Linked DNA regions of Mus musculus: regions 1, 2, 3, 4, 6 and 7 are each linked to region 5. Evidence: chromatin contacts called from public Hi-C and promoter capture Hi-C data. All regions are on one chromosome and are shown on one strand. Each heading gives the region's core, a stretch centred on a gene start, on an enhancer-like site or on the middle of the called end of the contact. The rest is flanking DNA. Distances are from core to core; before and after follow the strand shown. Region 1 holds the start of 2210408I21Rik (RIKEN cDNA 2210408I21 gene). Region 2 holds the start of A230107N01Rik (RIKEN cDNA A230107N01 gene). Region 3 holds the start of Ttc37 (tetratricopeptide repeat domain 37). Region 4 holds the start of Rasa1 (RAS p21 protein activator 1). Region 5 holds the start of Arrdc3 (arrestin domain containing 3). Region 6 holds the start of Rfesd (Rieske (Fe-S) domain containing). Region 7 holds the start of Ccnh (cyclin H).

The links. Promoter capture Hi-C pulls out the DNA fragments that hold promoters and counts their contacts. A called contact is a pair of places that touch in the nucleus more often than the background predicts.
Region 1: a promoter capture Hi-C map of pre-B cells shows a contact between it and region 5. The contact joins the promoter of 2210408I21Rik here to the promoter of Arrdc3 in region 5. A contact is called at or near these places in 1 of 39 promoter capture datasets (pre-B cells) and 1 of 484 Hi-C or Micro-C datasets (CD4 T cells).
Region 2: a promoter capture Hi-C map of pre-B cells shows a contact between it and region 5. The contact joins the promoter of A230107N01Rik here to the promoter of Arrdc3 in region 5. A contact is called at or near these places in 3 of 39 promoter capture datasets (the C10 cell line, liver and pre-B cells) and 1 of 484 Hi-C or Micro-C datasets (rod photoreceptor).
Region 3: a contact with region 5 is called in a promoter capture Hi-C map of pre-B cells, with 4 times the contacts expected there. The contact joins the promoter of Ttc37 here to the promoter of Arrdc3 in region 5. A contact is called at or near these places in 3 of 39 promoter capture datasets (cranial neural crest, hippocampal neurons and pre-B cells) and 1 of 484 Hi-C or Micro-C datasets (pre-B cells).
Region 4: a Hi-C map of muscle stem cells shows a contact between it and region 5, with 8 times the contacts expected there. The contact joins the promoter of Rasa1 here to the promoter of Arrdc3 in region 5. A contact is called at or near these places in 1 of 39 promoter capture datasets (pre-B cells), 3 of 484 Hi-C or Micro-C datasets (muscle stem cells, olfactory sensory neurons and rod photoreceptor) and 1 of 115 datasets of contacts at active chromatin or transcription factors (astrocytes).
Region 6: a promoter capture Hi-C map of pre-B cells shows a contact between it and region 5, with 5 times the contacts expected there. The contact joins the promoter of Rfesd here to the promoter of Arrdc3 in region 5. A contact is called at or near these places in 2 of 39 promoter capture datasets (cranial neural crest and pre-B cells) and 1 of 484 Hi-C or Micro-C datasets (CD4 T cells).
Region 7: a contact with region 5 is called in a promoter capture Hi-C map of pre-B cells, with 7 times the contacts expected there. The contact joins the promoter of Ccnh here to the promoter of Arrdc3 in region 5. A contact is called at or near these places in 1 of 39 promoter capture datasets (pre-B cells) and 1 of 484 Hi-C or Micro-C datasets (pre-B cells).

What each region holds. Positions count from the first base shown.
Region 1 is chr13:77,133,709-77,137,172 of GRCm38.p6, reverse strand. It overlaps 2210408I21Rik (RIKEN cDNA 2210408I21 gene), which reads right to left and starts at 1,637. Exons shown (of 20, transcript NM_001145676.1): 1 at 1,543-1,637. Slf1 (SMC5-SMC6 complex localization factor 1) reads left to right here and starts at 1,705. Exons shown (of 21, transcript NM_134071.3): 1 at 1,705-1,820.
Region 2 is chr13:84,220,365-84,223,500 of GRCm38.p6, reverse strand. It overlaps A230107N01Rik (RIKEN cDNA A230107N01 gene), which reads left to right and starts at 1,326. Exons shown (of 2, transcript NR_138587.1): 1 at 1,326-1,363; 2 at 1,611-3,136. Tmem161b (transmembrane protein 161B) reads right to left here and starts at 1,205. Exons shown (of 12, transcript NM_175187.5): 1 at 1,067-1,205. The coding sequence starts at 1,069.
Region 3 is chr13:76,096,777-76,100,186 of GRCm38.p6, reverse strand. Ttc37 (tetratricopeptide repeat domain 37) reads right to left here and starts at 1,453. Exons shown (of 44, transcript NM_001081352.2): 1 at 1,358-1,453; 2 at 747-816. It overlaps Arsk (arylsulfatase K), which reads left to right and starts at 1,527. Exons shown (of 8, transcript NM_029847.4): 1 at 1,527-1,813. The coding sequence starts at 1,679.
Region 4 is chr13:85,287,965-85,291,114 of GRCm38.p6, reverse strand. It overlaps Rasa1 (RAS p21 protein activator 1), which reads left to right and starts at 1,629. Exons shown (of 25, transcript NM_145452.3): 1 at 1,629-2,719. The coding sequence starts at 2,208.
Region 5 is chr13:80,881,811-80,885,348 of GRCm38.p6, reverse strand. It overlaps Arrdc3 (arrestin domain containing 3), which reads right to left and starts at 1,927. Exons shown (of 8, transcript NM_001042591.1): 1 at 1,420-1,927. The coding sequence starts at 1,699.
Region 6 is chr13:76,016,750-76,020,049 of GRCm38.p6, reverse strand. Rfesd (Rieske (Fe-S) domain containing) reads left to right here and starts at 1,488. Exons shown (of 4, transcript NM_178916.5): 1 at 1,488-2,529. It also overlaps the pseudogene Gm4165.
Region 7 is chr13:85,187,648-85,191,191 of GRCm38.p6, reverse strand. Ccnh (cyclin H) reads right to left here and starts at 1,807. Exons shown (of 9, transcript NM_023243.6): 1 at 1,540-1,807; 2 at 316-438. The coding sequence starts at 1,656.

The DNA.
Region 1 (3,464 bases), core at 388-2,887, 3.7 Mb after region 5:
CTCAGTCATGACAATTTTATACGTATATGTTACGACCTCTCAGTTGCACTATAAAATGTATGCAAAGAGACAGGATTTTTCTTTTGTAAACATTAAATAGTGAATATAAACTGCTAGGCAGAAGGCAGAGACACCTGTGAGCATTCATGAAGTGCTATATGAATCCAAGGCACAAATAAGAACAGTGCTTTTTTTTTTAAAGCTAGTTGCTATGCGTGACGAACATAAAATCTCCCTGAAAGTATTTATAACTGTTTAAGATATAAGTTAAAAAAATCATAAGGTGACAATATTTGCATCATTCAGAAACTATAAAAGTTCAGTGATTAATCAAACAGGCAGTTAAAAAGATCAACATGCTTTTCTAAATATAGTTTTACTCTCAAAAGGCAAAGGGGCGCTTGTCTGATGCTTCAGGTCCCTTTAATTGAATATATGACATTTTTCTTTTTAAAAAGATTTGTTTATGCATATATTTTATGTACATGGTGTTTCATCTGCATGTATACCTGCACACCCGAAGAGGTCACTGAATCTCATGTTACTAGAGTTACAGATAGTTGTGAGCTGCCATGTGGGTGCTGGGAATTGAATTAGTGACCTCTGGAAGAGCAGAGAGCTCTTAATCAGTGTACCATCTCTCTAGTCCTAATATTATATTTTAATTTATGGTACACTCTAGACGTCTTTTGAGATTGACTGATTTGGAGAAATGGGAAAAGGTGATCAACAAATAATAAGAGGATGAGTGAACTCCCCCGAGGAAACTGCATTGGTCAAGAAAGAGTAACACTTTTTGCGTCTTTGAATAAATGAGCATCTTTCCTCGAACTAGACATTTGTCAAAAGCAATTTCTCTTTACAACTCCTCTGGGTAACTCCAAATCCCCACCCAAAATTATCCTGAACTATTCGCAGTGAGTTCATAGTAAAGTCAGAACATTCCTTACTGAAAGTGTACCTGATTCTAATCAATGATTTCCACAACATAAAACGTGTATCTAAAGCTGATGCATACCGTTATAGGAATGATAGCGTCTCAGTAATGCATAGCAGAAAAAAAACAAAAAACAAAAAAAACAAAAACAGAAGCCATTTTTAATTAAAACTGAAGGAGAAAAGTTCAATTAATTGAAAATCAGGAATGTCCCATTCTGAATGCATGCAAAAGCCGCCGTCTTCAGCTGCCTGCTTGCCCTCCCAAGTGAACCCCCAACTATTTTAACAGTATTCAGTAAAGGGTACATAATGTAACTTTCAAGAAACAGGGAGACCAAACCCTGCGAATAGACAGGGTAGAAACACTGCACAGAACCAGTTGTCTTCGGCTAAGATCGACTTCCACGTTGGAGGTAAGTCAAGCGAATGAAGACAGTGAGCCGGATCCCAGGGCCTTCTCCAGCCTCAAGGAGGATCAGGCACCAGAGGAAAGGATGGGGATTTAGGGGGCCAACTTCTGTCTGCTCACTTCTCGGTCCTATCCACATTCGGCAGGTAGCTGGCAGGCCGAAAACACCGGGAAGAGAGGGAAAAGTCACTTACCAATCTCCGTCTATGGCGCTGATCCTGCAAGGGCCTGACGCGCTGGCCAGAACCAAATAGTCGGCATCTCAGGCAGCCCTGGCGACCGCTCGAGAGCGTCACTGACAACCACCCGGAACTGGTAAACTGCTTCCGGGAACGCCGAGCGCGCGGCGGGAAATTGTTTCCTAGAACCTAGTTTATTGGAGCAGGGAGTCCTACGGTGGTAGTCGTCGCCCCTACCGCCACCACCGGCAGCTTCGCAAGACGAAACCAGCCCAGAAGCTTCGGCCGGGAAGGTAAAGCGCCTCAGCTCGGAAGACGCCATTTACCGCGTTCTCAGGCAGCGCCTCTGACTTCCCGGCCGTCCTCTCTGGGCCGCGGAGGCGCTTGGCGCTCGTGCTTTCACAGCCTTGGTTCCTTCAAGGTGAACTCGGGGCCCGCGCCCGTGCCGATGGCCGGGCCCTCCGATCTCGGCCTGCCCGGCCCTTCTGGGCAGACAGGTCCCTGGCGAGCCCCGCAGCGCGCCCAGGCCGCTGCCCGCTGCCGGGGCTCCGGGCGCTAGGCCGCTCGCGTCTCCCGTTTCCATAGAACCGCCTAGGACGCCTCACCCCGTGCCAGTTCTTGGATGCCTACAAACCTTAGCTTCCATGAAGGTGGCAGGGATTCCCAGGGCCTGCCTTTCATTAAGATGAAAAACGAGACATTCTTTCTCTCGAGTAGAATTGTTTTTCACACCGAAATGAAAATGAGCTTTTTATCTCAGCGGTATTGTAGGCTTTGAACAGCAGCGCGCGAGCACCTCTCCTAAAGGAAGGGTTTGTGTTCCTGGGGTTCCTGAGCACCAGGACAACTCTAAGTGACAGAAATGTATTGCGTTTTCAAGGTCTGGCTAAATTGATACTCATTTACCTTAATACTCCAAATCGGGATTTGGGACCTGTGGTTGATCGAAATTGATTTTCAATTCCCCAAGCTCTTTTGTGAAAAATGACTATCCTCTACAGAGGAAAATAGATAAATAAATAAGAGAAAAAATTCCTTTGAAACATTGGAAATGACTTGAATTCAATCACGACCCAGGTCTTATATTGGTTTTCAAGCTGTTGCTGTGAATGGAATGATTCTTGTTTATTCTAGGTGTTCAAAACATAGCTTGATCATTTGGGTAGATTTGTGTGAGAAGAAATTTGATTATTTGTAAGGTAACATTAAGAATTTCACGACCTAGGATGTTGAAACACTCAAATGTTTAGATATATCTTAATGTGAGACAGTCTTCAATAAGCAACTAAACTTCAGTTAGACCTGTTTTCTTAGTCGAGATTTTTCTCATGCTTCATTGACTTGGGTGAAAATCAATGATATGATTTAGAATATTTTTGCTTTTGTAAAGCAGAAAGCTTAGATCATGTTGGTGTATGAAACAGTAGTCTGTTGTAATTCCTTTTCATAATCAAAATAAAGAGCAGTTAAAATTCCATTCCATGCATTCACAATTTCCATGGCTGCCTCTTTGATTTTTAGGAAACCAATAGTATAGGCTTACTAATTAAATAGTATTTTCAGTTTGTTTCTTGGCTGTATTATTCTACAAATTTCCACTGTTTTAAAAACCAGGTAAAGAATAAATTCAGTTCTCCATAGGTTAAAATCATAAGGCTAAAGGAGACTGAATACTTTCAGAACTTAAGTCGAACATCACCTGTTCTTTTTAAGCGATTCCAACAAGATTATTTTGAAATTTAAAATATATTATTTTAATAATATGCATGAAAATTTTCAATAATTGATCCAAATCTGTTTTGAGAGAGAAAAATAGAAACTTTTATCAATAGGAAAGTAATAAAACTCTTTAGAATATTCCAGGAAATATGTGAATATTTTAGATATTGGAATTATGTTTTTGAAAATGATTAATAATTGTTTAATTTCTTCATTTT
Region 2 (3,136 bases), core at 77-2,576, 3.3 Mb before region 5:
AAGCTTGAACCCAAGATAGAAGTCTCTGCAGATGGTTTGAAATCGTTCATGTGGCTGATTGCCTGTTCAACTTTACCAGAACCCTAGGACCTTGGAAATAGCAACTATCTTTTTTAAATCCTTTTATGTTCCAGGAAGTAGTTGACTGCAGTCACCAGCCCCTACACAACCACCTGCCTTCCTCTCATAGTCCCCCAATAAAGCCAAACTTAGATGTTTCGAAATCCCATTCATTTCATCAATTAACTCCTGAACTGTGTGATCAGTCAGCACCCATTGCTTCTTATCTACAGTTGATTAAGACGTTCTTTGTACAAGTCCCTGAACCTTGTCCTTTCAGACTAAAACAGCAGAGAACTCTGAGAATGACTGGCCTCACGGTAAAACACCCTTCGGTTACTCCTTTCCCTCCAATCTCTCACACCAGGTTCTTTTTATGTTTACGTATCCTTCTCACCTAACCTTTAAGACACTTGCAAATAATATGGCTCAAGCTGTGCTCCCTCCTTCGATAGAGATGTACAATAGGAAATTACAAATTTTTCCTTTCAAGTTAAATCTGTTGGGACTCAACCTGGACATTTTCTTTAAAAGTGACATTGATTTTCAGTTCTGCTCTAGTTGAGTGTTAAGAGAAGCCAATTTTGTCTTAAGTGCCTCGGCGTTGCTTGTCTCCAAGGAGACAGGCAAGCGTGCAAAAAGGCACTGCTGCGTCCTTAAAATCTCAGCCAAAAGCCTGCGGCGGGAAAAGGTGGCAGGGACAACGTGGTGGGTAGAGCAAGGTCATCAGTGGGCCACCTGGCGCCACAGGACACACGCGAGGGCAGACTCCTTAGACTGGGTACTCCGACAGACCCGCCCCTCTCCAACCCCACAGGTCCCTCGGCTGTCTGGAACCCCGGCGGCGGCCGCGCGCACTCTGGGAAGGTTGGGGTCCTGCCAGCGGTTCATCCCAACGCTCCAGCAGGTTCCATTCCCAGCAGGGACATCAACCGGCTCCTTTCACAGACTGACCTCCCTGTCCTTTCCTCCTGAAGGTTGTCACTCTCATCCTCACAAGACTCACCATAACGCCAAGAACAGGTCGTGGGACAGACAGTCTAGAGTCCCCGGGACCGTCCAGAATCTCCCCTTCAGGTTCTGCAAAACGGAGCTCTCGAAACCGCGAAGGGAAAGGTCTTCCGGCTCGGCCGGAAGTCCTGCCCGCATGGGACAGGAAGTTCCTCCCTCTCCGGACCGCCAGCGACCCCACGCCACGCAGAGAGGAGGAGCCGCAAGGCGTTCTCTAAAGCCACTTCCGTGGGTGTGAGGCTAGGGCGGGGGGCGGGGCTGACCTTGAGAACGCAGGGGCGCAGGCGCACAGGTAGGTGGGCGGGGCGGGGCAGGGCGGGGCGGGGCGGCATGCCCGCAGGATTCCTAGGTAGGTGCGGTATTTTTCGCGGGCGCTGGTGGTCGGTTTGTGCTGCTGCAGGGATCAGCTGGGTGGGTGTAGCCCTCGTACTCTGACGGTTTATTGAGGGTAAAGAACCTTCTTGGCTGTATTCATGCTGAGATCATTCAGAAATTGTTTAGCTCAGCCAGCCTCTTTTCTGTCCGCTTTCCTTACGCAGTACCTTGGAATCTCAGTTAAAAATTCATGCTGTCCAAGCACCTTCCTCTCTTAGGTCAATGGAATGTGACCTTTAGAAGTTCTTTGCTCTTCACAGACGCCAGCTCAAGCCAGAGGATATCTACAAAGAGCAGAGGAGCTAAGAAGAAAATTCAGTATGGACATTTCCTACCTACTTAATACCAATATGAACAAAAAGGGCCTTACAACATTCTCATATACATACATACATAAATACACACACATTTATGCTTTATGACACCTCCCTCCTTCCAAATCTGTACCAGTGAACTTGCCTTTATATTGTGATGAGGGTTAACCATAGAGGTAAGTTTGAAATAAGGACACAGAGCATCTTTGGCCCAGAAATTATCACACCGTTTAACGATCCTTATGGAAACATGCTTATCTCACCCTTCTCCGTGAGATACCTTTTACCATAATGTGGTTCTCTTGTGGAGTCAGAACTGGGGAGGAAATTCATCTTCAGCAGTCAAGGTTGCACAAACTTGCAACTATGAAACAGCTATGATGTTCAACCTCTAACTGGCCCAAGGACCCTGGGAAACAATCCTGAGCTACCTAGAGATGTTAGATTGGTGCTGTTTCAAAAGGATACAGAAACAAAGTTTATACATTATGTTAATTTTTAATGGTGGGGGGAGATAGGGTGACAGGTGATAGAGAAATTATAAGAAATGAGAGAAGCTACTCCGAGACCAATAGCCTTGAGGAATAGTTTGTGAAACTGAGAACTTCCCCAAGGGTTCTGTTACTGCTTTATAGAAACAAGCCTGTTAATAGACAGGCCCCAGGGCAACTGCAGTATAGTAAAGAAGGACTCCGGTTGACCGCTCCTGTATCTGGGGGAAGCCATTGCTATCCTTGAGAAAGAAAAGATGGAGGTGGCGAGTGCCTATCAGCCTGTCAGTGACATCACATTCTGTGAAGTCTTGTCTTTCACTTGTGACACAGTGGGTCTTCCATCTGTCCTAAACCTGGCAGCCTTGTTAAGGATCAGAAAACATCTTCTCCTATATGACAGTAGGATAGGAATTATTAGCAGGATAGAATCCATTCCTGCCAGAGGAAAAACAAGAAATCAGTTTTTACTACCTTATTACTTTCAATAGACTGTCAGATTCTATATTCTCTATTTTGTACATGGCGCATTGATTAACAATCCTTGGTTAAAATACTTTAGTTTCACATAGTGTGTATATGTTTACATTTACAACTGTATCAAGTCTTTTTGTCCTATTAAAAAACAATATATTCTACTAATTACCTGTTTTTTTTTATTGACCATTTTCTATTTCTTAAATGTATAGAAGTCTTTGACAAAGATTCAGAGAAAGAATTATGAAAAGGAAAGAGAGGAAATGTGATGATGAAGATGAAAAGATCTTTTTGGCAAATTAGTTATGATCACAGTCTTTGATAAAAGTCATGGCTGCTTACCATGTGGGGTTTGTGATAATTTAAAATGTCCTCTCTACGAACTGATCTCAGATGTGTATAAATATC
Region 3 (3,410 bases), core at 204-2,703, 4.8 Mb after region 5:
TAGAACGAGCTGCTCAGTGGAAGTTTTCCCACCAGGGAAGGTGAAGTATGGGCTGGACAAGCTAGCAGGGAGGACCTTTATATGCCCCACTTCGTGTCTGATGAAAAGTACTAGAAACCTCTTAGGTTCTAGCAGCCCTTTGAAACTGCGTCCCTAAAATACCTATTCCACCAACCTGCTACAGCGCCTGCTCTCACTGACACCGCAATTACAGAAAGAAGAAAAGGATGTGCTCTGTCCTCAGAACAAGGGCCTGCAGAAACAGAGCCTTCAAGGATCATCTGTGTTCAACGAATCATTACTATGCAAAAAAAAAAAAAAAAAAAGAATACCAAATGTAATTTTTATAAAACTAAGCACCAGTTGATATTGTTTCTGTAAAGTATGTCCTACATTCCAAATTTACTCAACACAATTCTGGGGAGTGTGCCCTGTTTAGGAGGTAATCTACTTAGATAAGCTATTGAAAAGTTATTTAACCTCTCTGTTTTCGCATCTGTAAAGTAGTCTAAGTGAAGATTAAGGAGTACATTCCACGTAAAGCATGCTACACAGTAAATATACAGTAAAGCTTAACAGACACTAAACACATACCGCTCTGTATTAGATGTGTAAGGTGTTTTATTACAATTAATCTGTACACAAGGCTGCCAGATATGAGAGTTGAGATTTTAAATAAATAGCATTACTCCTCCTTTTCCTGCCAGAAAATCAACACAAGTGGTGTAATGTACAATTATATATACCTGAAACTTATCAGTGAATAATTTGACTTGAAAATAGAAACGTGCTTCTTCCAGAATTCTCCAAAGGAATCTAGCAATCAAAAAAAGGAACAGCTGATTATTCTATACCCAACAATGTTACTCCGAGCATACATCAATTAACCGCACACTTCACACAGTCCACATCTGTACCTTTTAGAACCGGTCCCTATTGCTACTCCAAAGACAAAGAACAGCCAAGCTGTTCCGTATCTGGAACCTGAAACTTATTAGGCCCGCTCTTCAACCCACATGAGCATAATCCTTACAGGTCGGCAAACGGAGGAAATACGATGAGGGGGGCTTCCTGACTAGGGTTCCGGAACGCAGCAGAAATCCACACCACTACCCAGACCACACACGAGGTGACCTAGCCTAAAGTCCCATATAGGCACAACCCAATCCAATTCAAGTGACAGAATCACTGCCACCTCATCACCGCCAAGTTCACTTTGTCAGCGAACATTCAGCCCCGCACAAAAGGAAGACAGCCCGTAACATCACGCTCATGCTCAGTATTTTCTCCCCCTAAATACCACTTCTACTGCCTTTAGATTTCAACTTCTGCCAAAACCGAAGCGATCAGAACCCACCTGGGCATGTGGGACTGCCACAAAGTACAAGTCTGAACAACGCATGCGCGCTTCCCCAGACATCGCTTGAGTGAGAGGAACTGGCAGAGCTATCATTAGCTCGAAATTTGATTAAAACGGTCTTCACATGGGCTGAGCGCGATTGGTTTTTGCGCATGCGCCTGCCCTTGGCCTGATGGGAGGTGTAGTTTCTAGGTGCCGCTCATATTTACTTCTGTATTTGTAAGCCAAACTTCTAGTCTTGTCCCTAGAGTCCGGCCCCTGCTCATGACTGGAGAGCAGGCTACAGGAGACCCGCTCAGCAGCCGCTTCTGAACGGCCATGCCCGCGATGCTGTTGCTGTTGGTGTCGGTGGTCGCAGCGTTAGCACTCGCAGCACCGGCCCCCAGAACACAGAAGAAAAGGATGCAAGTGAACCAGGCGCCCAACGTGGTGCTGGTCGCCAGTGACTCCTTCGTAAGTACCCAAAGGACGGGGAGCAGACACCGCCCAGAGCCTGTGGAGAAACATCACAGGGAACAGGACCCTGGGGTTGAGAGGTCCCGCATGCGCACACCTGCAAGCACGCATGTGCATACTAATAAAGTAGTAGAAAGAAGCCAGTCTCTAACTCCTGGGCTTTGCTCCTTGAACTTTATTCACTAGACCAGCAATTCTCAACCTGTGGCTCTCGATCCCTTGGGAGAGGTCGAGTCACCTTTTGCAGAAGTCACCTAAGACCATCGGAAATATCAGATATTTACATTACAACTCATACCTAACAAAATTACAGTTATGAAGTGACAACAAAAATAATCGTATGGTTGGGAGAGTCACCATAATATGAGGAACTGTATTAAACTGTTGCAGCATAGAAAGGCTGAGAACCACTAATCTAGACATTCTATACTTGTGTTAGCACTGATTTAAAGAAGTTATTTGTGTATGCATCACCTTAAATTTGATTTAAATTCATATGGAAAGTGAAAGGACCTCGAATTGGGAAGGGGAAAAAAACATGAAAAAGAAGACTGATTTAAAAAAAAAAAAAAAAAGCTTTTAATTTCAAAACTAATGGTAAAGCTACAATAGCCACAATAGTACTTTACATGCAGAACAATAAATATTCAGACCAGTAGAGTAGAATTAAGAGTCCAGAAATAGTCTTATAAACAAGTAGTGCTGGAAAAGTAAATATATACATGGAAAGGAACAAAATTGGGTCCTGCCTTCCACCATGTGTAAAAACAAAAGTTAGTCAATGATTTAAATGTAAAAGCTAAGGCTATAAAACTCCTTCAAGACAATGGAAGTGTAAATTGTCATAATCTTGGTTTAGGCAATTTAAAATGAGCCAAGGATTTGAAAAGACATTCCTACACAGAATATACACAGATAGCCAATAAGCCCATCATAAGAAGCTTAGATTCATTAATCATTAGGGAAATGTAGCTCAAACCAATTGATCCCCATAAGGATAGCCAGAATCAAAAGGCATAAAAATAGGAGGAAGTCATGTGAGATGATATGGGAAGAGCCAAGGGTGGGGAGGAGGGAATGTGGAGGTAAATATGATCAGAGTATGAAACTGTTGTGCTTGGCCTGTTGTTTTTTACAGTTAATATGTCAGTTCTTTAGTACACACACACACACACACACACACACACACCATAAACAATAACCAGAGTTAATGAGAATATGGAGGAATTAGAAACCTCATACACGGCTGTTGAGATGCTTTGTAAAGTGGTGTGGCCACCTTGGAAAACCATTTGACAGTTTTTACAGTGACTAACTATAGAGTTACTATGCAATGCAGCAATTCTATTCCTAGATATGTATGCTTGTGTTTGTGTCCAAGAGAAATGAAAACATAGTCTGCACCAAAGCTTCTACATGACAGGATTATTCTAGAAGATGAGAAGTTAAAACAACCTAGATAGCCATGTACTGGTAAGTGTATAGATGGAATTTGGTAGTATTATTCAGCAACCAGAAAAGAAATCCAAAACTCATGCTTGTTACAGTGTGACTGGACCTAGAAAACTATGTCCTCAAAATAAATGATGACAGA
Region 4 (3,150 bases), core at 380-2,879, 4.4 Mb before region 5:
TTTTCAAGTTTCTGTATATTGCCTCCTTAATTAGTATACTATGTTATAGCACAGTAGTACTCAAATTAAGTGTGTCAAAAATCACTGGAAGGACTCATTTAAACACAAATGGTGCATTTTCTGATTCAGAAATTCTCAGATAAAAATTTCTTTTACACCTAATTGGTCAGTTTAACGCTGACTTCTAGCTCCCTTATACAATTTACTTTCACTTTCTCAGCTGACACTTTGCACAAGAGGCAAGCACTACTACTGTTGAAATCAGTTTGATTGTTATAGATTGGGTATACAGGAATATGGAAATGTCCTGTCTGTACTTTGTCATTTCCCTTAATGGTACTCCTTCCCTCTTTCCCTGGTATTCTATCTCAGCCTCTTGCTATTCTCAGCAAGTTAGCTTGGTCAAACTTAATAGAGAAAGTATTATCAATAATCAGTTGCATTCAATGTGACACTTTCCAGGGAGAACAGAAAAGCTAGTACAGTACATGAACCCTAAAGGGCAAATTTCTAACACGGATAAATTTCAAGCAACCAGCATGATCTCTCTATATGAATGGCTGCTTATATACTATCTGCTTTCATATTAGCAAACTATAGATTCAAGGGTGCCACATACAAAAATATCTGGAAAAAATTCCACCTGCATAAATTTTTGTCATTATTCTAATAATAACAAAATAAATGATATTTAGATTATATTAAGAGTTGTGGATAAGCTAGAGATGATTTACTGTGTAAATGGGAAAATGTGCCCAAATTATTTAAGATAATAATTTTGTAACTCAACAGGCCCCTGGAACCTATCCCCAGGGAACATGAAAAGATAATTCTAACAGTTGAGTATGTGTTTATGAATTTATATATACACACAAGTACGGGAAATAAAACTTTTTCCTAGGGTTCATAAAGGGTGACATTGATCTGTCAAAGTTTAGACATGTAGTGTGTCTTTGGTATGTGTTGCAGATTTTTGCATACAAACTAGGACAAAATATATTGGTTTATGACTTCGGTGGCACTTTTCCTCTAAATACTACATTCCTTCTCTGACAGCCAAACATGTGAGGGAGACATTCGGTGAAGAGAACTTATGTATATAATGGTAGCATTGACTTCTACCTTCATACTCTCCATGGCTTCTTTCAACCGTTGTTTTCTCAGGTCCAAGGATCTAGGCTTAAATTATTTCACCTAAGTTATACGGTGATTTATAGCATGCGACGGAAAGGAATAAACTATGAATACTGTTTTGATTTTTGTTGCCGACTGTACGGGCAGCTAAGGCCATTTTTCTACAAGTTACAAAGCAGTGAATGGACTTCCTGGCGTCATCCTTTCCTTCTCATCGCCCCCTCGTCCCTCCAGTCCCTCGGGCCTGGAGATGAGCTATCTTCCTTCTCTCCCTGTAAACAAAGCCGTGAGAGGTAGGCCTGCACCGAGCCCGGTGGCGTGGAGGGACGGCCGCACCACACGTCCCGCACCCTTCAGTGGGAAGCTGTGCCACGCCTCCGCGCGCGCCCGCCGCTTCCTGCCCAGGCTGCTTTTCCTTCTCCTCTGTCCGGACGCGCTCCCGGAAGGCGCCTGCGCAGAAGCCCCCGCTCCGCCCCTCCCTTCTTCCCGGCCCCGCCCTTCTTTCTCTCCCGGGTTTCGCTCCGGAGAGCCGCAGGTAGCCCGCAGCGGAGTCGGGCTCTGCGGGCCCGCCCCCTTCCTCGGCCCCGCCCACTGCTCCCGACTCCAGCCGGCGGAGATGAGGCTACGGTGGCTCTGGCATAGGCAGCCCCACTGGTGGCTGCGGTGGGGGCGGCCGGAACCCGGGCGTTGAGGCGCGGCGGCGGCGGCGGCCGAGGCGGCGCTGCCTCAGCCGCTGCAGCGGGCTTCCCTTCCTCTTTAGCGTAGCCAGGAAGTTTGGCGCCCCTGTGCATGTGTGCGCGTGAGTGTGGGTGTGCGCGGCGAGGTTTGCCTAGCGTTTCTGCAGGCGCTGGGTTTTTTGCCCGCGTCGCTTCCCGTAAGCCAGCCAGCAGCCGCGGAGCTTGGGGCTGTGGCCCGGGGAGGGGGCGCGGCGGCGGGCGCTCTCCTTTTGTTGTTGTTTCCTCTGCCTGGAGAGCTGAAGGGGGACGCGCCTGGGTGGGGCGGCTCGCAGCCCGGGCCTGCTGGCCCCCGGGGCTCCCGGGCGGCAGGGTAGCTAGAGGAGAGCGGGCTTCAACATGATGGCGGCCGAGGCGGGCAGTGAGGAAGGCGGCCCTGCGACGGCGGGCCCCGGCGGCGGCGCGGCCACGGGCTCCAGCGCCTACTCGGCAGCGTGCCGGGTCAAGTTACCCGCGGCCCTGCCGGTGGCAGCCGCCCCGTGTCCCGGGCTGGCGGACGCCGACTTGGTTGCGGCCCTCGGTGGCGGAGCCGCGTCGGGGTCCGGGTTCCTGGGGACCGGGCCGGTGGCCGGTGTCTTGGGGGGCGCCGCGCTGACCGGCAGTGCTGCTGCTGGCGTGGCTGGTGCTGCGGCCGCCGGACCTGCGGGAGACGTCGCTTTCACCAAGGGGACTCTGTCTTTGCCTGCTGAGACGCTCGGGCCGGGCGGCGGATTCCCTCCTCTGCCGCCGCCTCCTCAGCTGCCCCCTTTGGGCTCCGGTTTGGGGACCGTGGATGAAGGTGACTCCCTGGATGGACCAGAATACGAAGAGGAAGAGGTGGCCATACCGCTGACCGCACCTCCCACTAACCAGTAAGTCAAACTGCTGTTGAGGGATTGTGGAAGCTGGCTCCGTGTAAGAAGTGGGAAAGAAGGGGCAACGACACATACCGTGCTCCTGCCGCTGTGATTTGTTTGACAAGTTTTGAAGTTTCAGGTTCCATATATAGGGATTTAATTTGATCAGTCATTTTCCCCTACAGGCACTCTTCCTGGCGTCTTCGTATGTTTATTGCTCTTTTGGGAAGACGTAAAAGTTTTTAAGATGGGAAGCATGGGAAACTGTATTCAGTGGGAACCGGATATGGTTCTGCCCCTTCCTAATTGAGATAGTGTCCGGGATTCAGCAGAACTTGGCACTATAAAGGCAACCGCTGTCTATTGTAACTCCAGTGCTCCCTGCTGAAGTCAGAGGCGTTGAGTACAAGTATTTAAATGACTATATTAATGTAAGTTGCAAATTC
Region 5 (3,538 bases), core at 678-3,177:
GTCTTTGTCTCTTCTTATTTCATTAAAGGCTGCAACGTCCAAGCAGGCTCAAAAGCAAATTCATGTGCCTGCCCTTTTTTTTTTTTTTTTTAAAAAAAAACGAGAGCGCTGTCATTAGGCATTGTACGCCCCATCCGTGTGGACGCTGCAAAAAAAGAACTAGGGAACCATTCAGTATTTGGAATACCCTGGTGTAGGTGCGTAAACCCTAAGAATTGGCTTCGCCTTCATATTTAAAAGACGATACATTAATTCTGTGTAACTTAAAGCATCCTCCATTTCCCACTTGCCTTAAGTTCAATTAACGTCTCCCTAGGATGTACATTTTAGATATTAAAAAAAAACAAAGTATTCCTCTATCTGAAAAGTCGCCAGTATTTGCACTAAAATACTGCATTAGAAAGGAGAAACAAATTACATAACCAGTTTTAACATTATATTCTTCTTGGACTAGGAATTAAGTCATCGCCACCACCTGACGCGTGTAACCAATCTGCTGAGAGGAGAACAAGCGCCCCTCCTCACCATCCCCCAGAACTGGTCCGAAACAGGATTGAACCGCTTCTAACAAAGGGTGGAAACTTAGAAAAACAAGCTTGGAGTCGCCTGTATTTCCACAATGTAGGCACTTAAACAACAGATTGCAAATCTCAGGACCCCTTCTCCCTTTGACAATGCTTCAATCTTCGTCTTATACCCCAAACCCAAATCCGATGTGTCATATACTTTTCAATTCCATCTGTCTGCCATGGGTTTCATTGAATCCACGTTCCAAAGTTAGACATGATGCTCCGAGAAGAAAATCACTGACCCCGAATGGCTTCTAAAACTGACTTAATAGTTTGCATAATGATAGACATTATTCTTTGAAATAAACGATGCTTGATGTACATTTTAAAGGGAATTGGGAAAAATAGGGGGAAAACACGTGGGGGTGTTGGTGCCATATGTCAAAATAAGGGATGGAAGCCCTTTATCAAAGAACAATAATCAAGTCCTCAAAGTCGTTTGCACGTTAATATCAAAATCAGATACATCTAGCAACCTTCTTAAATGTCACTACAGTTCTTTATTGGAGCTCATTTCTGTATCTAAGATTGTAAAATAAAGGAAATCCAATATCGGACTGCAGCTTTTGCAAATGAATTTGAAAATATTAGTAAAACGACGGAGTCACATTTAAACACGTTGTAAGGTGCGTATGGCAGATATGAAGCCGGTTACAGATGTAGTTAAGTGCAGTTTGCACTCACTTTGCAGACGCCTGCATGGATTAAGGCTTAACACGCTTGAACGTCAAGGAGAAACTACAGCTTCTAAGTTTGCTAACCTTTAACAAACTGCCGATTAGAACTGCACTAAATGAGATTAAAGTTCTCATGCAAAGAAGTCGAATGTAGTGACTAATTAAAAACTTACCTCTTTCGTGCCCAATTAAGATGTCTTTATGGTTGAAATATTCTACTTCTTCAGTGTAATTCTGTGTATAGGCAGTATTGGAGCCGGCGTTTCTTGATTCCGTCCACCGTACTTTCGCATGTCCTCTTGCGTGAATTTTAAGAGATTTTACTCTGATCTCCCCGGTAACTTCTAAATTTACCCTTCCTGAGACAGTGTCCCCGCTAGAATACACGGGGACATTACTGTCATTAAGACAGTCAAAGCTTATTGTCAAACTCTTTACCTTTCCCAGCACCATGATTATAACAAAATCTATAAAAATATAATGTAAGACCAAAAAAAAAGTCAAGATCGCATATAAGATGTGATCTTCACTTAACACTGATGGGTGTCTTTGCCGTGCAAGAAAAAAAAATCATGCAGGCAGGATCAGTGATTGTCTACAAATAGTTCATTGAGATTTCTTAAAAAGTCAGGGCAGCAGAGAAGCCGCTGCTCCACGCTCCTGCTCGTCTCAGTGGTCTCCTTACAAAGACGGGCGGCTGGAGGCTGCCAGCTCACTTTAAGAGCAGCTTTGTGAAAAACAACCCTAGTGCGCAGGCGCAGGCTGCGACTGCGGCCAGCCTTCCAGCGCGCTCCCTCCCGCGCGGCGCGCGCCCGGCTCTTGCCGCACGCTCCCGGTACAGTAGGTGTGGAGCGGGCGCCGCCGACTTCGGTGCATGGGCCGCTGCGATTGGCAGGCGGGCACCCCGCCACCCCCGCCACCCCCGCCACCCCCGCCACCCCCGCCACCCCCGCCACCCCCGCCGCGGCCGCAGCGCCGGCCCCGCACGCGCTCCCGGAGCTGAGCAGAGGGACCCGGCGGCGCCAGGCCAGGAGTGTGCGCCTGGGCCGCGGACCCGGAGGACGTGCGAGCCGTGGGGGAAGGGGAGAAACCAGTTGGGCAAGCGGTTGGTGGCCCGAGTCTGAGCTAATGAATTTCAAAAGAAACGTAATAAAAAGCAGACAAATATTGTTCATAGAAGAAAGCGTTGTTGACTTGGATAGAAATAACAAAAGCAAGCAGGACTTTGTAGGCTGGGTGGCAATGGACTAAGCCAAGGCCTGAGGAGCCAAAGAACAATGCTCCAGGCAGCTCCCGTCTTCAGCTCCTACAGCATCAAACCCAATCAAGTTGTCTGTGTAGTGTGTAGGCCTGACCACTTCCTCGAAGGGAGAAAAAGTCCTTTTTCAAGACATCACCTTTTGCTCCTTTTGCAGGGAATGACTCGATTACAACTCCTGTATCAGGAATAAGAATAGAGCTCACACCCCTAATTACCACCTCATAAGAGGCGGTTTGAACATAGTCATTTAGCTGACATTGTTTACAACAGACTGAAAAGCCTTAGGAAAGCATATAAGGTGGTTTTTGGTTTTTAAGTATGATTTGTTATATAAGTGAGGCTTAATTTTGTTAAGCCTTACTTTTAATTCAACATGCTAATTGCCGTGCTGCATCTTTAAATACAGGCACATTTCTCCTTTTTTAATGCCTTGAGTAAAATACTCAGTCATAAACATCACCAGGATTTAGGGGGTAATAGATCATTAACAATCAACATAACCTCATAACAGGGCTATGTTATAAAATCCTGTATTATGCCTAACCAAAAAATGTGGGGGGTTGGTTGTCCATAGTTAAACATTAGATTTTTTTTTTGAATGATAAATCTGGATAGGTCGAATCACAACAAACTAAACACATTCATCTTGCTGTTTTCTTTATTTAAAAAAGAAAAAAAATCTACATGTTTAGTTAGATTGAACTTGACACTTGAACTGAAAAAAAAAACCTAAAATATAACTATGTGAAGAATAATTACTGGAAAAGCCAAGAAGAGTTTAGCTTTTTATGCATAAAATTACACATCTGTGTATTTGGTCCGGGGTGGGGGGTAGGGGCAACTTTCTTCTCTTGGTTGACACCTGGTGGATAATCCAGGTAAAGTGTCTAACCCTTGGGCTAAGGGTTGGTAACAAATACTATTGGTGTTTTTCTCCCCCTAGTGGTAACAGCCACGTCTTTGCTAGAATGTCAAGTTTCCTTCAGTATGAGGTGGATTTCAGCATTAGACACCACAGAAGATTGAGCAAG
Region 6 (3,300 bases), core at 239-2,738, 4.9 Mb after region 5:
ACAAGGTGACACAGTACAAGAAGGACAAGGATTCTTTGTAAGCAGCGTTATGACAGGAAACAAAGTGACTATGGTGGACAAACTAAGCCTATTTTCCGCAAAAAGGCTTCTACAAAGAAGATTGTGCTGAGACTGGAGTGCATTGAGCCCAACTGCAGATCTAAGAGGATGCTGGCTATTAAGAGATGTGAGCATTTTGAATTGTGAGGCGACAAGAAGAGAAAGGGCCAAGTGATCCAGTTCTAAGCTGATTTTGTTATGAATAAAATCTTGACCTTTCACTCCCTCTGATTGCAGTTGGTCTTTCTGGGAGGGAAAAAATGAAAAGCTTTCAGAAATTAAAAAACAAAAATATATATTGAATCCTTTCTAAGATTTTTACTTCATTGATCTGGTATACTGGGCAAAGTTGCTTTGTTATTGTTTTTTGGTTTTGTTTGTTTTAATTCCTAGGCAGATCTAAAGCCTAGCCAAGATTATGAGCTATTGAATCAAAGGATCATTAATTTTAAAAAATCCTTATTATTCTGTGTGAGCAGGGACATGCATGCTACAGCATAGTTTGTTAAGTCAGTTCCTACATCATTAAATGAGCTCTGGGCTACAACTCAGGCTGTCCCGTTTACAAGCACCCTTACTCCATGAATCATCTTGCTGGCCTCTTTTTTCTTTTTTCTTTTTTTAAAGCAGGGTGTCTGTGCTGCCCAACACTTGGGTTCAAGTGATCAACTTCAGCCCGGGTTGTGGGCTCTATAAGAGCTTGCCACGTGCCAGTTTACAGAGAATGCTTGCAAACCAGTAAGACTCATTTAGCTTGCACCTCTGAGCATAAGTATGGGGAGTTCTTATTGTGTTGCTCTTAATGTAACACTGAAAGAGAAATTGAAAGTGAAAACACACCATCTCCCCTTAAATCTAGTAATTTTTAAAAGCTTTGGTATACACAAATACTTAACCTATTTGTATCTCAAGCAATGAGTTATTTGTGTTAAAGAGAGCATATTACACATGGGAGCCTGTATGGTGTAGTGTATGGAATTGGACCTTTGGGTATACAGTATATGGCTGTAAAGTTTTCCCATGTTCTAGGTATTATTTCGCTTAGGGATGAGATTGCTGAGTGCATTTAAAATTTGGATAAATTTAGAGTGAGTCCGATTATCGTTCTTTGAAAAAAGAAAAGAGAAAGAAAATGATGCACCTACTCATATCCCACAAGAGCTAGAAAAATTCCACAAACAGGACAGCAGCCTGATGGAGGGACGGGAGGGGAGCCAGTACTTCCTAGCACGTGACCCCTGCCCCGCCTCCTCACAAACTCGCGTCGCGCAGGCGCAGGACGCAGGGGCTGCGGGAGCTGGGTGTTGAGGGCGGGGCGAGGACCCCAGCACAGTAAGTTAGGTTCTCGCGGTGCGGGAATTGGGTGAGGGGAGCGGGGCGGAGATTTCTGGCACGCTGCTGCTTCCGGTCGGACACCGCCCGGGCCTGCACTTCCTGCGTCCGCTGGCAGCGGTTCCGAGTCCTCGGGTGTCTGAGCAGGGAGCGTTTGGACCCTCGTGGACTGGCATTGGCAAGAGCCTCAGTGAACTGTTCGCCTTGACAGTTGGGCCACAGCCGGGACCTGCAGCCATTTAAATAGGCTTTTCCGCACTTGTGCCATAAACTATGAAAGCGAATCCTTCTGACGTCCCACGCACCCCAAATATTCTCCTGGGATGGCCGTCGGGACGACTGCTGGTTGCCGTGCTGTCCCTAGCGCCGCTCAATCTAGCAGCTGCGGCCTGTCTTCTTAGCAAATAAAACTGGTTTGAGAACTGCTAAAGCCATGGGGGTGGCTACCAGCCTTGCTGCGCTTCCTGCGGTTGCACCCAGCTGTATAGAGTAGAGGTGCCTTAACGTGGTTGTCCTCTGCACACCCTATGATACAGGCCTCTTAGGAAGCAGTCCGGGATTCAGACGCTGGTGAAACGCCTTGTCATCTTTAATACCAGACATTGGCAGTAATTCGCTCAGCTGCACGGCTTCATTAAATTGGGCAAGTGTTTTACTTTAGATATTTGTGAAGACAATCTTGTACATTAGCATTCCTACATAAACATTCAGAACCATCTTTTCCGATACATGTGTGCACTGCGAATATAAAACTCTCTATACGTTTTTGCCGAACGGTTTTTGTGACTTTCAAGATGATTTTCTTTCAGGCCACATGTTTTTTGTTTTTTGTTTCTTTTCTTTTATAAATCGCTGGCTGCTAGTGACACGAAAGTTACACCAAGCAACATATGAGCTTACAGATATTTAATTTTGTGAGGAGTAATGAACATTTACACGCAAAGTGTCCAAGCGGTAGTGAAATGTAGCTAGTCAAATGTATTTATTATCATCAAACTGCTACTGACTAAAGCATTTCCCTTCCCTGAGCCTAAAAGCCAGGGTGTCACCCTGGAGATAAGCACTGTGATAATTTGTGGGCCAGGTCCCCACTCTAAGAGTCCCTGAGTCATTGCTCAAGAGGAGTGACACATGAGTGTGAGTACCTTTAATTTCATGTCTTTTGTCTTCAGTGACTTTATACTTGAATGAATTATCTACATTAGAAAGGTGTTTAAAACTGTCGGGGCCATCCACTTATCTAAAACAAATAGTTTTATATGGAATTCTCACTTTAAGAAATCTAATTTTAGGGATCTACGAACAACAAAACAGTTTTTATTTTTAAAGACAATGGTAGAACAGAACATTTTTTATTTTTATTTTTTTTTGTCAAAAACTGTATTAAAAATTATGTTCTCCAGCACTATAGCACTTTAAAAACAGTGATTTTGGAGGGAGAGCCAAGGCATTATTTTTTTCCTAGTAGGAAGACTACAGCAGCAGGATTCATAACTCAACGTGACGTTCATTAGCTTCCCTGGAAAGTATCAGTGCTGCTTCTCCTTCTCCTTCTTGTTCTTCAAGAGATTTCTTTTTTATTAGATATTTTCTTTATTTAAATTTCAAATGTTATCCCCTTTCGTGGTTTACCTTCTGAAAACCCCCTCCCACTGTTCACCAACCCACCTACTCTTGCTTCCCAGCCCCGGCATTCCCCTACACTGGGGCATCGAGCCTGCACAGGACTAAGGGCCTCTCCTCCCATTGATGTTCAACAAGGCCGTCCTCTGTTACTTATGCTGCTGGAGCCATGGGTTCCTCCATGTGTACTCTTTGGTTGGTGGTTTAGTCCCTGGGAGCTCTGGAGATACTGGTTGGTTCATATTGTTGTTTCTCCTATGGGGCTGCAAACCCCTTCAGCTCCTT
Region 7 (3,544 bases), core at 558-3,057, 4.3 Mb before region 5:
CTGACTCTGTTGCTTGCCATTGGATCCCCTTTCCCAACCAGAATGACTTGTTGGGCCTCAGTGGTAGAGATGCTTAGTCCTTCTGGGGCTAGATGTCACAAGGCAGGGTGGTACCCAAAGGAGGAGGGGCTTCCCCTTCTCTGAGAAGGGAAGGGAGTATTGGTCAGAAGAATTTGCAAACGGCAGGAATGAGAAGAGGTGGTGTGCTATTGGGATATAATGTGAAAAAAAAATTATGGAGGAAAAAGAAGGGAAAAGTCTAGTTCAATTCTCTCAAGCCAGCTAACAAGCATATTCTTCTCTCCCATCACTTACCACAACAGACCGTGGCATAGCTGGTTTAAACACTGAACAGAATTCCAATAATCTTTTTTCATAGTACTTGCAAAGTGTCAATTCTTCATGAGGCTCCAGAAACACTGGATCATTTGGAAGAACCTTTAGACAGAGCAGACATTTCAATGTAAGGTCAGTGAATTCATTGTAAGACCGTCTTATCTGTCCTGCTTAAATTGGACTTATACCACCAACAAAAAATAGACCTGAAGCTTTCTCTCTTTGTTAAGTTTACTAAGCATCAAGCAAAATATCTAGGAGAAGAATAAGCAAAAATCAATAAACTGAATCTAGGCTTTCATTTTACAAGTTCTCAAACTGTCAGCTGGACATTTTTAAACAGTCATGACAGAGTATGTGTCAATTCACTCCCAGGTTTGATACCATTATTTGTAAATTAAAAAAAAAATACATATTTTCATGGGTTGGAACTCTCCCAAAGTAGCTTTTGCAGTAAATCCATATGTCACCAAAATTAAAATAACTCAGTTCATTGTCTACCTGTTTTGTTGGTACAAATTTTATTTGCCTGAAATTTGTAGAAGCTACTATAAAGTTATCCAGGGCCGTACACAGAAATGAATGGGAGAGTTGTAGGAAGACCTGGATAGAGGCCCATAGAACACGCATTACTTGTGTCAACTATTTTCTTTCCTTGTACAACCTTCTGTGTGAAGGTTGTTTCTGGAAAGCAGATCCAACAAGCCATCATCCCCCCATTTCAAGTCTTTGAAAAGTTCCTTTCAGTTTTGGCAAGAATTTCAACCGCCTTACACTTCCGCTTACAAAGTTGCTTGTGCACGTTCTTCAACCACTGCTGCAGAGGTACAGCTTCATCCATGAGTGACCACCAGCACTCCAGGCACTTGCCTGCCAGTCTGACTTTCCACTAGACACCAGCCTATGTGTGTGCCCTCCCTCCTGCCATCTACAGAGAATGATTTGTCGTGACATCCTGCAGGACAAGTGACCAGTTCGAGTCCCGCACTAAGTCCGCACTCTTCCAAGGCTCTTGCCAGTCCCCAGGATGTCACTCAGACCTCTGCCACCGCCAGCCCCGGACTTGGCTGTCGCGTCAGTCCCTGTCTGCACTGACACAGCCAGGCGAGCGCTCTACAGGCTTCCAGCCTGCAGGCAAAGCGGGACTTCAGGAGAGGTCCCAGGTTTAGGGTGGGCACAGGGGCTGGCTCGCGGGGACCTCACCTTCCCGTTAGCCACAGCTTTGCACTTGAATTTGCGGTTGGCGTCCGCCCGCAGGCGCGCCAGCTGCTCCTCGCTAGCGAAGGTCCAGTGCCGTTTCTGGCTGCTGCTGTGATACATGCTGTAGCCCTCACGGGCCGCAGGGCCGCGACAAAAACAGCGACACTCCGAGAGACAGCGACCACGAGCGACGGCCAACGCGCGAACCCCCGCCCCCGCCCAGACCGCGGACGCGTGCGTGACGTCCCGGTCACGTGCCAGCGTCTGCTCTGGAGTTTCCGGAGCCGGTGGGAGGTGTTCCGCAACGAGGGAGGGCGGAGCCTCGGGGCTCCCAGGCTTTGGGGAGGAGTCTGAAGGGCGTGACCCAGGAGGGTCAGAAAGTGGGCGTGGCCGCAGGGATCCAGGTTCCAGAGGACGCCTGGGCACAAAGAACCATAAGCCTTCATTTCTTTATTTTTTATTTTTATTTTATGCCCATTGGTGTTTTGCCTGAATGTATATCTGTGTGACAGCTTCAGATCCCTTGGAATGGGAGTTTCAGACAGTTATGAACTGCCCTGTGGGTGCTGGGAATTGAACCCAGTTCATATGGATGACACAGTCAGTGCTCTTAACCACACATACACACACACACACACATATATATGTATGTATGTATATATATGGATGGTGACGTGGTTATAGGTAAAAGTGGGAGGTGAGCACAATGGATTCTGGGAATATGGTGGCTATTGTCTTGGCAACAGGTCTGTGGGTCTCGCCTACATGATGTCACGAGTTTCAGAGGTCCTGATACCAACAGGGAGAGCACAAAGCAATCCCCCCACTGCCATAATTTGTGCAGTAGAGTTTCCTCTCATTTTTCCTGCCTTTCTCAGCTCCTTATTGTCTCATTATATACTAGAAATCCATATTTAGTTCATGGTGGTTTCAAATTTATGATCCTCCTGCCTAAGCCTCTCAAATTCTGGAAACACAGCCATGCATCAATGCCCTCTTTACATAATCTTTAGGCCACATTTTGCTGCATCTAATTGGAGATTATTCAAACAAAATGCATTCTAGTCTTCCTAGAAAAGGAACAAGTAAATTAACAGCTCAATGACAAAGATACTACTGTTTCATTGGACACCACCAAGACATAAATTATTAACTGGAAATTTTTCAGTGCTTTTTAAAAAAATAAACACAAATGTCTTTGTACAGCAGTTCTTAAACTGTGCTATGTACTATTTGTAGACAGACTAAGTTTTTTGAGCACCAATATAACTTGTAATCCAAGAGTTGTAATCAAAGATCTGGCTTTACAGAGCATTTATTGCCTCTTGGTCTTCAAAGAAAGGTTTTATGTACTTCACTAAAGTTACCTGCAAGACCGTCCTCTGCCACATATGAGGCCAGCACCGTGGGTCAATCAATGTGTACTCTTTAGTTGGTGGTCCAGTCCCCAGGAGCTCCAGGAGGTCTGGCCTGTTGACACTTGCTCCCTCCATGGGGCTGCAACCCCCCATCAGCTCCTTCAGTCCTTTCTCCAACTCCTCCACAGGGGACCCCTGAGCTAAGTCCAGTGGTTGGCTGCAAGCATCTGCCTCTGGAAGAGCATCTCAGGAGACAGCCATATCAGGCTTTCATCAGCAAGCACTTCCCAGCACTCACAATAGGGGCTGGGTTTGCTGGCTGTATATGTGATGTATCCCCAAGTCAGTCAGTCTCTATCTCGATGGCATTCCCTTCAGTCTTTCTCCACACTTTGTCTACATATTTCCTTCTGTGAGTAATTTGTTCACCCTTCTAAGAAGCACTGAAGCATCCACATTTTGGTCTTCCTTCTTCTTAGGCTTCCTATGGTCTGTGAAATGAATCTTGGTTATTCTAAACTTTTGGGCTAATATACACTTATCAGTGAGTACATACCTTGTATGTTCTTTTGTGACTGAGTTACCTCACTCAGGATGATATTTTCAAGTTCTATCCATTTGCCTAAGAATTTCATGAACTCATCGTTTTT